2 separate regions of the Ovis canadensis genome follow, and region 1 is linked to region 2. The links are chromatin contacts, called in public Hi-C maps. All regions are on one chromosome and are shown on one strand. Each heading gives the region's core, a stretch centred on a gene start, on an enhancer-like site or on the middle of the called end of the contact. The rest is flanking DNA. Distances are from core to core; before and after follow the strand shown. Region 1 overlaps MAML2 (mastermind like transcriptional coactivator 2). Region 2 holds the start of MAML2 (mastermind like transcriptional coactivator 2).

Region 1 (5,976 bases), core at 927-3,426, 320 kb after region 2:
AGACTTTTGTAGGTATCAAATGTAGGAGCCAATTAAGGGAGGTTTCAATGTGTTAGTATCTTGTTTGTCTTGAAAAGTAAATGGAATTTATGAGAGTTTTGAAGCAGATGCCATCTGCTGGTTAGTTAAGATACTGTAACCAAAAACAATGTGAAGAGAAAACGTATGAAACAGTGTGCCTTCATGAGGGAACTGGTTGCTAACTTAAGTCAACATCCATAGTTGTTAATTTAAGTCAACATCCCCAGGCCCTGGCTACAGTGCAATGTGCCAAATTTATTGTCTTCAGTCTAAATGTTGAAATTCATTTTTGTTTCTACTCTGAAGAAAGATATCCCTTCCTATTCATACACAATATTAGATCCCTCAGACTTTTCACCTAGTTTTCCAATCATGAGAACAAGCGCAAAATAAGTGTTCATGTTCAGGGAAAGGATAACTTGTAATAATGCATTTGGAAGCCACTCAAATTAGAGCCAGAGATAATATAAAAGAAAATGGAAAGAGACAGAGATGAAATAGGGTTATGTAGGAATAAAGGGTAAGTGTATCAAATCAAAACCACATGTAAGACATAAATACAGGCTAAACAGCTAATTCGTTCTCCAAGGGACCCGTGAAAACTATTGATCTCCCCCTAACATCCCCATACTGCTCCCTCATTAGAAGACCCATGGATAAAGCAGACATGCCTTAAATTACCCAACCTCCCTTAGAAATTATATATTACAGTCACAGTTTAGGTAACTCCTATTAATCCTGGATCCCAGCCTGGGTTCTTCCTCTGATTATCTAAGCGGGTTATTTTACATTTTAGGGACTCAGTGACTTCTTCTGTTAAATATTACTTGATGAATCTTACTATCCTGTTTGTTGTTAGTTGCTTGGTCATGTCTGACTCTTTGTGACCCAATGGACTGTAGCCCACCAGGCTCCTCTGTCCATGGGATTCTCCAAGCAAGAATACTGGAGTGGGTTGCCATTCCCTTCTCCAGGGGGGCCTTCTTGACCCAGGGATCGAACTCGAGTCTCCTGCACTGCAGACAGATTCTTAACCGTCTGAGCCACCAGGGAAGCCCATTTTACTCTCTTAGTGAGCTATTTTTAAAATTAAGATGCAAATTAATAGTATATCTATAAACAGAAGCCCCCTCTAGAGTTACAACATAGAATTCTGTCACTGACAAGGCAGAGTCTGTGAAAGAAGAGTGTTTCTCTGCAAGTAGAAAAATATCCTAAGAAGTGCGAAATTTCAGTCTGCAACTAACTGGAAGTCCTATGTGGAGTTTGCAGGAAGTGACCCACGCATCGCTAGAAGATGGTTCTTTTTTATGCCTTCTACCCAAAGATTACACACCAGTAAAGCCTGGTCCATAAATGTCTAACATGAAGAACTCTCAGAGTGAGGGCACCCAAGTTGTAGGCTCCATCTCCATTTCCAAGTCACAGATCCACATATATGCCTAAAAGCAGGGAAGGAGCAGACAAAATACCAAACAGATTAAGAAAGAAAGAAAAGATGCTCCCAAACATTCGTTGTTCGCCCACATGACTTACTGGTGTGTTAATGTCTCGCATCAGCCACGACTAATGAGAATGCTGCCCCTATTTCCCTTTTAGTTTATAAATGGAGTGGCATTATGTAATCACCCTAATGAGGTAATAGAAACATAAGTACACAGGAAAATTTGATAGGGTTTCTCCTAATTCATCCTGGGCTGTGTTGGTCACCGCCCCCCAAACCCATTAACCCTCCCTTTCCCCTCCACACTCCCCCCTCTGACTGGCTGAGTCTCTAGTCCCAGAGGACATATTGTTGGCTATTATTTATAATAAGTCTCTCTCCTCTTGGCAGGATATAGAACAGCTGTTGGTCTATTCTCTGCCACAAAGACCAACTTCCCTCTTTTGCCCTGGATGACTGGAAGAAAGTTGGGGCGAGGAGCAATTTATAGTCATGTTACAGCACCTCTATTTTCTTTTATGTTTATTTATATTGCTTCCATTTTTGTCTGGGGTTTCTGAGATAATCAAGATCACTCTGCTACAGAATTTTCATTTGGGGAGGCTCTGGTGGCAGTTGATGGCATTTTTCTTCATTGAGTCAGACATGTTAGAACTCCAGGCTAGAGGAAATAGTGAACATTTCTTCTGTGAGAGTTTGAGAATCAATGTGGTTTCCCCTGACCTCGCCTCCACTTCGGAACTGGCGAGTATGTTCTATGTTACAGGGACAATAAATGACTCTGTCTGAATTTTTCAGTGGTAGGCACCTCGTCGTCATCAGCATTCTGCCCCTGAACTGTAGCGAGGTCCCTGTTCAGTGAACGTTTGGCGGGTGACCTGAGCCCTGAGGAGGGTCCGGGTCTGTCCACCATTCGGTGTCAGGTTTTCTGACACACCAGCTCTTGAGTCTCAGTCCAGACGTCCAGGCCAGACAAGCCCATCTGGGGAGGGCCTTTTCCTGAGGTCTTTCGTCTTGGAGTCCTTTTGACTCCAGGACTCATCCTAGGCACTTGAGGTCTTGAAATCTCAGAGGGACACTGAATCTTTGGAGCATCTCTGGAAGTGGAATCTGGAGACAAGTTCTCTGTTCTTTTAGGACTTGAAGGAAATCACAAAGTAGGAAACTGGTCTGAGACCCCAGACCCAGAAAAGACCCAAATGGCTTTAACAGGAAGGAATCACTGCCCAGCATTATGGTCTCTCCTCATGACAGAGTGTTTGGAACTGAGACGGGTTGGCGGCTGGTCAAGGCTGTGTTTATGAAGACCAGGCAGAAACAGAGTGGGGTGGTTCAATCTGAGGCCCTGGGGCGTGGCAGAGAGAGATGGGCTTCTGGTTCCCTAATTTATGTGAAAATAGCTTCATTCGTATTAGTAATAGCTAACTTCCTCCATAGTTCAACAAGCCCCTCTCCTGGAGGAGACTTGGAGAGCTTGGAGAGACTTGGATTTCTGTGTGGTAGGAGCCTCTTTGTAAGGGTTCCTAAGGCCCTTTCAGATTTCCCAGTCTGTGTTTCTGAGTGTGTCGCAGGCACCCTGATGGAACTGGAGGACCTCTGTCTTGTCTCTGAGACCTCACAGCCCACCCAGTGAGCACCTAACGGGGTTCTTGACAGACACACAAAGAAGCTACATGGTTAAAGAGGATACTAGGTGCTAAAGCCACTGAAATGCCTGCCTTTCTGATAATTTTCAGCATTTTGTGGACAACAGGAAAGAAAGAATTATAATACCTATGGTTTACAGAGTGCTTATATAGAGGATGAGATGGTTGGATGGCATCACTGACTCAATGAACATGAATTTGAGCAAACCCTGGGAAACGGTGGAGGACAGGGGAACCTGGCATGCTGTAGTCCATGGGGTCACAAAGAGTCAGGTTCAACTTAGCGACTGAACGACAACATAGAGTGCTTATGACATGACAGATACAGTGCATGTCACTTGCCATATGTTACCTCATGATCTTGTTTCGAATCATTGGAGACAGTGTCATAGTGCTCACTTTTGCCAAGTTTTGAGCCAGGCCCTTCAGAAGTGGAAAAGGAAGCTGATCAGAGTGGATCAGAGAGTAGCTTAAGATTTCTCTGGAGAAGGAGAGACTTGGGCCTGACCCACAATCAGATCCAGGTAAACTTCGGCCCTTTCTTTTTGCCCTTGACCCATATCCCTGGTTATGCTGATGCCTCCTGAGCGGTTGCTTATTAATGCAAATAAGTTGTAATTGGCAGGCTGTCAGGCATTGCAGGAGATGGAGAGGCAGGAGCGCCTTCACTAAAAATCCTCGTAGGAAGTCCTTGGTGGTCAAGGCCACGTTTAGTAAAGACTGGGCAGAAGTAGAGTGGAGTCGTTCATCTGAGGCATTAGGGTTTCCCGGTGGCTCAGCTGGTAAAGAATCCACCTGCAATGCAGGAGATCTGGGCTTGATCCCTGGGTTGGGAAGATCCCCTGGAGAAGGGGAAGGCTACCCACCCCAGTATTCTGGCCTGAAGAATTCATTCAATGGACTGTATAGTCCATAGGGTCGTAAAGAGTCGGACACAACTGAGTGACTTTCACTTTCACTTTCACTTTCAGGGGGTGGAAAAGAGAAGATTGGCTTCTGATTCCCTTATTTATTTATGTATGAAAATAATTTAGTAAATATTCGTAATAGCTAACTAGTATTAAAGTGCACACTCACATTACATAATATGCCAGTTAAGCCAGACTGCCTGAGTTCAGACTCCACACTAGAGTTGTAAGTTTGAGGCAACCGCTCTATGCCTCAACTTCACTGTCTATAAAATATATAGAATATCTGCTTTACAGAAGTCTTGTTAAGGATTAGATGAGATGCTGTGTGTCAAGTGTTAACATAGTGCATGCGTGGATACATTCGAAGTCACTTCAGTCGTGTCTGACTCTTTGCTGCCCCATGGACTATAGCCCGCCAGGCTCCTCTGGCCCTGGGATTCTCCAGACAAGAATACTGGAGTGGGTTGCCATGCCCTCCTCCAGGAGATCTTCCCAATCCAGAGATCGAACCCGTGTCTCTTATGTCTCTGGTATTGGCAGGCATGTTCTTTATCACTAGCACCACCTGGGAAGCCCATTTAACATAGTATCTGGTATTTTAATAAATATTGGCCACTAACATGTCACCCCACTCCAGTACTCTTGCCTGGCAAATCCCATGGACGGAGGAGCCTGGCGGGCTGCCGCCCATGGGGTCACGAAGAGTCGGACACGACTGAACGCCTTCCCTTTCATGTTTCACTTTCATGCGTTAGAGAAGGAAATGGCAACCCACTCCAGAATCCCAGGGGCGGCGGAGCCTGGTGGGCTGCCGTCACACAGAGTCGGACACAACTGAAGCGACTTAGCAGTAGCAGCAGCAGCAACATTACTATTACTATTAATAATACATACCTCTGTTTCTATAAGATATGAAGGCTAAGTAAGAGAAGGGCCTTGCATATCTTTGTTTCTAGCACAATTCTTGGTGCATTGTAGATTCTTAATGAATACTGGCTGGCTGGCCGGATAGATAAATGAATTTGAGTTTATTTGGATAAAGGCACTACCGAAAAAAATCTCATTCTTTCCAGATCCCCTCCTAGAAAGTCACACTTCATATGTTGCACAAAGGAAGTCACCATGATACTAAACCACCTTGCAACATCCAGCAGGCAGTTCCTTAGGCACAACTAGACATTCAGGCTCACAAGACTACTGTTACATCATGTTTGACATCAGCCTGCCGAGAAGGATATAAGACAGGAACTATAGTTGCCAGCAGATCAGCATCATACATTGTCCTGTAATCAGAGCTACCAGCACAGGTGTAAGCTGATGCACTCCATGTTGGGCAGGTGAAGGAGCTGCCTTTGCGTAAAAAAGCCTTATGTGCCACAGCAGTCAATAACTCTTACAACAACTCCAAAGACACAGCTTGCAGGGTCCTCTCGAGGGACTTCTAGTTATAAGAACTGCTGCACTCAGAGCGCAAAGCCTGGCATTCCCATCAGGTGCTTACAGTTCATTTGTACTTCTCCCCCACCCCCAGTCCAGATGCAGCCTACCAATGAGGGGTCATTTTTTTTTTTTACCATATGCAGTGTTGCCTAGTAACATAGTTGACACATACCATCTTTATCTGTTTCTAGGGAAACCAAGCTAAGAAGTTAACCAAAGGTCAGATTCTCATGCAAAAAGGGAAAGAGTTTTTAACTCTATGCCCACTCCATTTAAATAGTTACTTACAACACAGTCTGAGAAACCTATATGGTATCCCTGTAAAAAACTCATTCTTACATCTCATATCTGCCAGATATATTTCCCAAAGTAGACTTATATAGATGTGGCCACATTTTGCACCCTCCCTTCAACAACCAAGAGTCAAGCACAGTCATTCTCGACAGTAGCCTGCCCCCACTGTCACCCATCCCCACTTCCACTCAGCAATCTCGTCCTCCAGAGACCACGCACA
Region 2 (5,482 bases), core at 1,574-4,073:
TAACTCTTAAAAGTGCCGTTCTAGTAGGGTCTAGTTCCCTGTGAATTTCAGATCCTTGTTTCTTCAAGTGTCAGTTGAACCTCACTTCATCTATTAATGTGGTTCATGGAATGGTCTTCATGATATACATTAAAAATTGCATTTTATTAAGTCCTTACATAGAGATTTAATATTTTCTACAATTAATTTTCCAATGTCATCCCTATTATGATTGTAAACAAAACAGGTAGAACTTACAAAGCTGTGAGAATACTGATGCTGACTTTCCATGTGAAGAATGCATACCTTTTTTAAAAGTATGAAATGGAAATTTTTAATCATGCATCTCTATTCTTATTTGTTTGTTATATGGAAATAATCCTTAGCTATATGAAGTTGCAGTTGAAAGTTGAAGATACAGTGATAGTGTCCAAAAAGATACAGGGCAGAGTTTAGAGGAAAAGTGATGGCTAATTGGGAAGGGTGAAGATCATGAATGATTTGTCTAAAAAGAAGTCCAAGGAAAACAAAAGAATGACTCTAAAGTATCTCTGAAGACCTTGGGAGCATCATTTCTTGTATGTGACGCTACAGACAAGTTTGAACCAACTGAAGAGTGAACGTACCAACTGAAAGTTAAAAATATTTATCTAATAAATAGCATTTACTTAATTTATAAAAATGAAAGCACTAATGACTTTAAGGACTTGTAATGGCAGCTGACTCAGTTCCTAGGTCATGCCTCTTAATGCCTTGAAACATTTTTCTTGTTAGAACAGTATTCTGGCTGTTGATCAGGAAATGCTGATAAGTAGCTTTGCTGATGTCTGAGGTCACTGCAACCGAGCAAGCTTCTTCAGTAGGTGTTTGGAGAGTTCAAGAGACTTTTGTACATGATTACACCAAAAGAACTGCAAAGAGACAGGCTGTCAGGAAATGAGAATTAGCATGGATCAGGGGGCCAAAAGCAAATAGTCGAGAAGAAAACAGAATGTTGAAAAATCAGAATTAACTTTAGTAGGTATTATGACTTAACTGTATTATTTTATCATCATCACTGATATCACTGATTCTATAACAATAGTTTGTAAGCTTACAAGTCTCACATATCAACTTTTGAGATCTTGACATTTATCACTATAGCATTAAATGCCTTATGGTAGGTATCTGTGAACAGTAAAGATGAGGAAGACAGATGGACAAATAAAAAGGAACTAATGCTTTAAAAAAAAAATTCATAGGGCCCTTACAGAAGCTTTAGGGATATAAGAGGGAACAGTTCCATAAAAGGGGAAGACAAGGAAAAAAAATGTTTATTTTATTGGCAGCTGGATATAATTGAGCATATTTTCTCACTTGTCTGCTCTCATACTCAGATGAGTAGTTCTATTCACTACTCATTTCTTGGAGGTATTATAGGACTTGCTTAGACTCCAGCATGTTGATTGAGGTGTAATTGCAGCCCTTGAGCTATTCTGGGTATAGTCTGGTTTCCCTGTAACTCCTTTCACCCTTGATACTGAGGCAGCAAGTCCAGTGGTTAAGAAAGGATAGGTTTGAAATCAGGCTTGAGTTCGAGTCCTGATCTGTTACTTCCTAGTTAGTTTAAATAGTTTATTTTCAATAAGCCTCAGTTTCCTCATTTATAAATGGAGTTAATAATTCCTCTCCCTCAGGATTTTTGGTGGATTGGAGGGAGATTTATGCAAAGTACTGTGCTGAAACAGTGACTAAATAAATAGTAATGACATGAATGGAAATGAGGTGTATGATAATGATGTCAGCTTGAATTTAAATGGCTGTAAAGGGCAAATGTGTACAAAAGACACTGTAAAGGAGAGTCCTACATCACTAGAACATAGTAGGAAAATTTATTAAATTGTTGCTGGACAAGTTTTTAAGGTGTGTCCTTGTCTAGCTTAGAAGTAAAAGTTTAGTAAAAGTTATATCATTTAGAAATAGCAGCTTTGACCAAAAACACTTATTAATCAAAATCCATGCTACTGCAGAACTGTAGCGTGAACAGTGTTTAAATTTATTAAGGTTTTTTTCTTATCAAGTGTGACTGCTGAATATATTAAGTGCTGATAGTAACTCGAGGTAATGTCTAATGAATACACGTTTTTAAAAACCAATCTAAAATGATCAGAACCCCTTCCCTTTTTAATGACACCTCATGAGAGAGTTCTTTCAGATTTGCATACCTAAAAAAGATATTTCTGCTTTTCTCCATGAGTGATGAGAAACTTAGCCTTGGAAGGGACAGACAGCAGTATGTTCCAATGAAAAGTAAAAAAAAAGTTACATTCCATCAGAATGCACTTGTCCCAAATCCCAAAATAACATTCTAGAATTTGTGAAAATGAACTAATGTAGACCAGCCTATCGAGAACTAAAGTAGATAAATGTTTGCACTGATCTTACTCATTTCTAACCACAGCTCAGTTTGAAGCAGGAGCTTGTAACTGAGATGCGAGGTGGTTTAGATTAACAAAGCCCCACTGCTTGACACCTCAAATCCAAATGACTTCCAAATGACTTCCAAATGAGCATAACAGACTATATGGTCCTGACTAGAACAATATTGTGCTCACTTTAGTTTATCCTCCATAAATGGTAATCAGCAGAATCCAGCATGCATTTTGAGAGCTTAAAGGTAGGATTATCTGAAGATGAGACAACAATGTGTGTCAGAGATGTGTTTGTTTTGTGTTAGTGAACTTGAAACTGGACTGCTGCATAATGATTTTCCTCCTTATGTATGTAAACAGACTACCGTGAAGGCCCCAGATCTTGTGTTAGGTTTGTCATAGGGAATCTTGTATTTTCAGAAAAATATTTTTTTGTTGTTTTTTTTTCCTTTTTGAGAACTGATATTTGTAATTTCATCGTGATAGAATATTTTAGTTATTCTTACTGATTTTGCTTATGATCACCGAGATTGACTTAGCCAGAGACAGAGAAAACAGGCTAGCAGGTAGACAGACACTCGCCTGCCCTTTAGGAGCTAATGATGTAATTTCTTCTCTTCACCCACTCCTCCGTTTCCCCCAGTACGCACACACCCTACGCCTCCTTTTCTGACACCCAGGAACGTTTCCTCCGTGTTCACCCAGCTCTCGCTAGAGTGCCCAGGGGTGTCATTGACAACATACTGAAAAATGAAAGTGATATCCTCGAGGGGTGGAGGCGGGGAGCGTAACGGAGGTCTGGCAGGGAAAATACATCTACTGGCCGGGAATTTCTGCACCATTTCGGGCTGGTGAAGTAGTCGGGTAGAGGTTGGGGAATTTCCCCAACGTACCGCCGTCCTGCCCGAGCCGAGCCGGAGTGCGAGCTGCGCGCGCCGACGCCGAGATGCGCAGGCTTCGGGATCCTCCACTTCTTGCCGCTGGGAGGCCCTCTGCGTTCCCCTTTCCCCGCACCGGCCGCCTCGCTCGCCCGTGCAGTGGCACCCGCCTTCCACCAGGGAGCCTCGGGCGAGAGCTCCCCCGCCCTCCGTCCCCCACCCCCCTGCAGCTCGCTGGCTCTCTTTCTCCCTCTGTCTCACTCTCTCTCTTTCTCTCCCTCTCCTATCGGAGCACAATGAAAGCCTGTGTATCGCCGTGACTCCGGGCGGCGGAGCCAGTGTCAGCCCAGCGGCGAACAACAGACGGGAAAAAGAGAAAGGAAAAGACCGGCTACTTTCTTTTCCATCTCTAAAAGCGGAGCAATCCAAGAGATAGAACCACATTGCTTATTGCGAGTCCAGACCCTCAGATCCACTGGCCGGGGATGGAATGTACAAAAGTGGACAGAAAAGTGGCTGGACATGACTCGGTGCAATTTACTGGAAGTTTGTAAGTTTGACCATCGTTTGTAAATTACTCTCGGAAGAGTTTGTCTCTCTTGATACTGTATTAGAATCGAGCCGGGGGTGAGGACTAGAAACGTAAGCGGGAAAGAAGAAGAAGAAAAAAAAAAAAAATGTGTTGAAGGATCTCTCTCTCAGTGGCTAGTGACTTCAGACTGCTTTCATTTAAGGCTGGGAAACCTTAGAGGGAATGAGGATTTTACCGGTGATTGGATTAGCTGAAGAAAAAAGCATGGTCCAGAAGTCCAATTACTGACATTAACAATTGAAAAGCTGTCTCCCTCTTTGGGGAGAAGACCACATCCTACAGCACCCCCAAAGAGGAGGAAACACCGGAGCAAAGGGAAAGGGAGGAAAAATTAAAAGCCAAAAGACAATCTCTGTTTGATTTTTGTACGTTTTGAACATTGACTTCAGAAAGCTTCTGAAACAGCACTTTTTTAAAAAATTGCGGAAAAGTAAAGGCCGTGGGTTACAGAGACCATGGTAGATGTGGGTTCCTCTGCAGAAACATCCCCATAAAAGAATCTTCGGAAACAACTAGGTGACGGGGGAGTCCAGCTCTCTGTTAATACCTCTCACAATTCCCTTTGCTGTCTGTTCCTGTCTCTTGCTTGACAATCCCTGAGTTCCTGCTCTAACCCCCAGATCGTGTGTTTACAAAGTACCTCTTGTCAGCTTGGTGTTGGGGGGCGGGTTGGGGGGAATCCCCTCTAACTCTCTCCAACTTCTCCAGAGCTGTCAAATACAATTAGAGCAAGTTGATCAGGGTTTGTTTCCAACTTATCCTCTGCCATTGGTTTCTGTTCTTTCTCCTCACCCTCTTTTTACTCACTCCCCTCCCCCATACCTTCTCCACTACGCGCCCCCCACCCCCGCCCCACCGCCCCCAGCCTCTGAAGACTTCTATTCATGTGGTCCTGAGCTCTGAGCGCAGATTGTCAAAAGCAGATTTGCCTGTGCTAACCGGCTATAGCTTCCCACCACCTCACCATCCCACGGGCAGCAATCATTGTGTCCAGTAAGATGGGGGACACAGCGCCCCCGCAGGCCCCCACGGGAGGGCTAGGGGGGGCCCCCGGGGCGGGGCTCCTTGGAGGGGGCTCGGTCACCCCGAGAGTGCACAGTGCCATCGTGGAGCGCCTTCGAGCTCGCATCGCAGTCTGCCGCCAGCACCACCTGAGCTGTGAAGGACGCTACGAACGGGGTAGGGCCGAGAGCTCGGACCGGGAAAGAGAGAGTACCTTGCAGCTCCTGAGCCTCGTCCAGCACGGCCAGGGGGCCAGGAAGGCTGGCAAGCACACCAAGGCCACTGCCTCCTCTGCCACAGCCACAGCCCCTCCGCCGGCGCCCGCCGCCCCTCCGACGGCCTCCCAGACGGCAGCGCCCGCGGCCCCAGCGCCCCCGCCGGACTATCACCATCACCACCAGCAGCACCTGCGGAGCAGTAGCAGCAGTGGTGGCAGCGGTGGGATCGACGGCGAGCCCCAGCAACAGCCGCCGGCTTCCACCCCGGGGGACCAGAGGAACTCGGCCCTCATTGCGGTAAGACACCTGGTTTTCTCCTCATTCCGGCGGTGGTCTTGTGGCCTTCGGTCAGGCCGGACGCTGGCCTCGGCCTGATGCCGAGTGGAAGACAGTGCGGAGGGC

What was found. Hi-C and Micro-C count contacts between places; a contact is called where the count stands out from the background.
Region 1: a contact with region 2 is called in a Hi-C map of fibroblasts, with 4 times the contacts expected there. The contact joins the enhancer-like site here to the promoter of MAML2 in region 2. A contact is called at or near these places in 2 of 2 Hi-C or Micro-C datasets (fibroblasts and lung).

Annotation. Positions count from the first base shown.
Region 1 is chr15:21,936,460-21,942,435 of ARS-UI_OviCan_v2, forward strand. The region is part of intron 2 of MAML2 (mastermind like transcriptional coactivator 2); the gene reads left to right. Among named protein-coding and RNA genes, the nearest start is that of MTMR2, 130 kb to the right of the region's middle. Within about 2 kb of position 2,177, the one cell type or tissue checked has open chromatin away from gene starts, as enhancers often do. A contact at or near this core is called in fibroblasts, where this site is marked.
Region 2 is chr15:21,619,131-21,624,612 of ARS-UI_OviCan_v2, forward strand. It overlaps MAML2 (mastermind like transcriptional coactivator 2), which reads left to right and starts at 2,824. Exons shown (of 5, transcript XM_069554889.1): 1 at 2,824-5,377. The coding sequence starts at 4,859.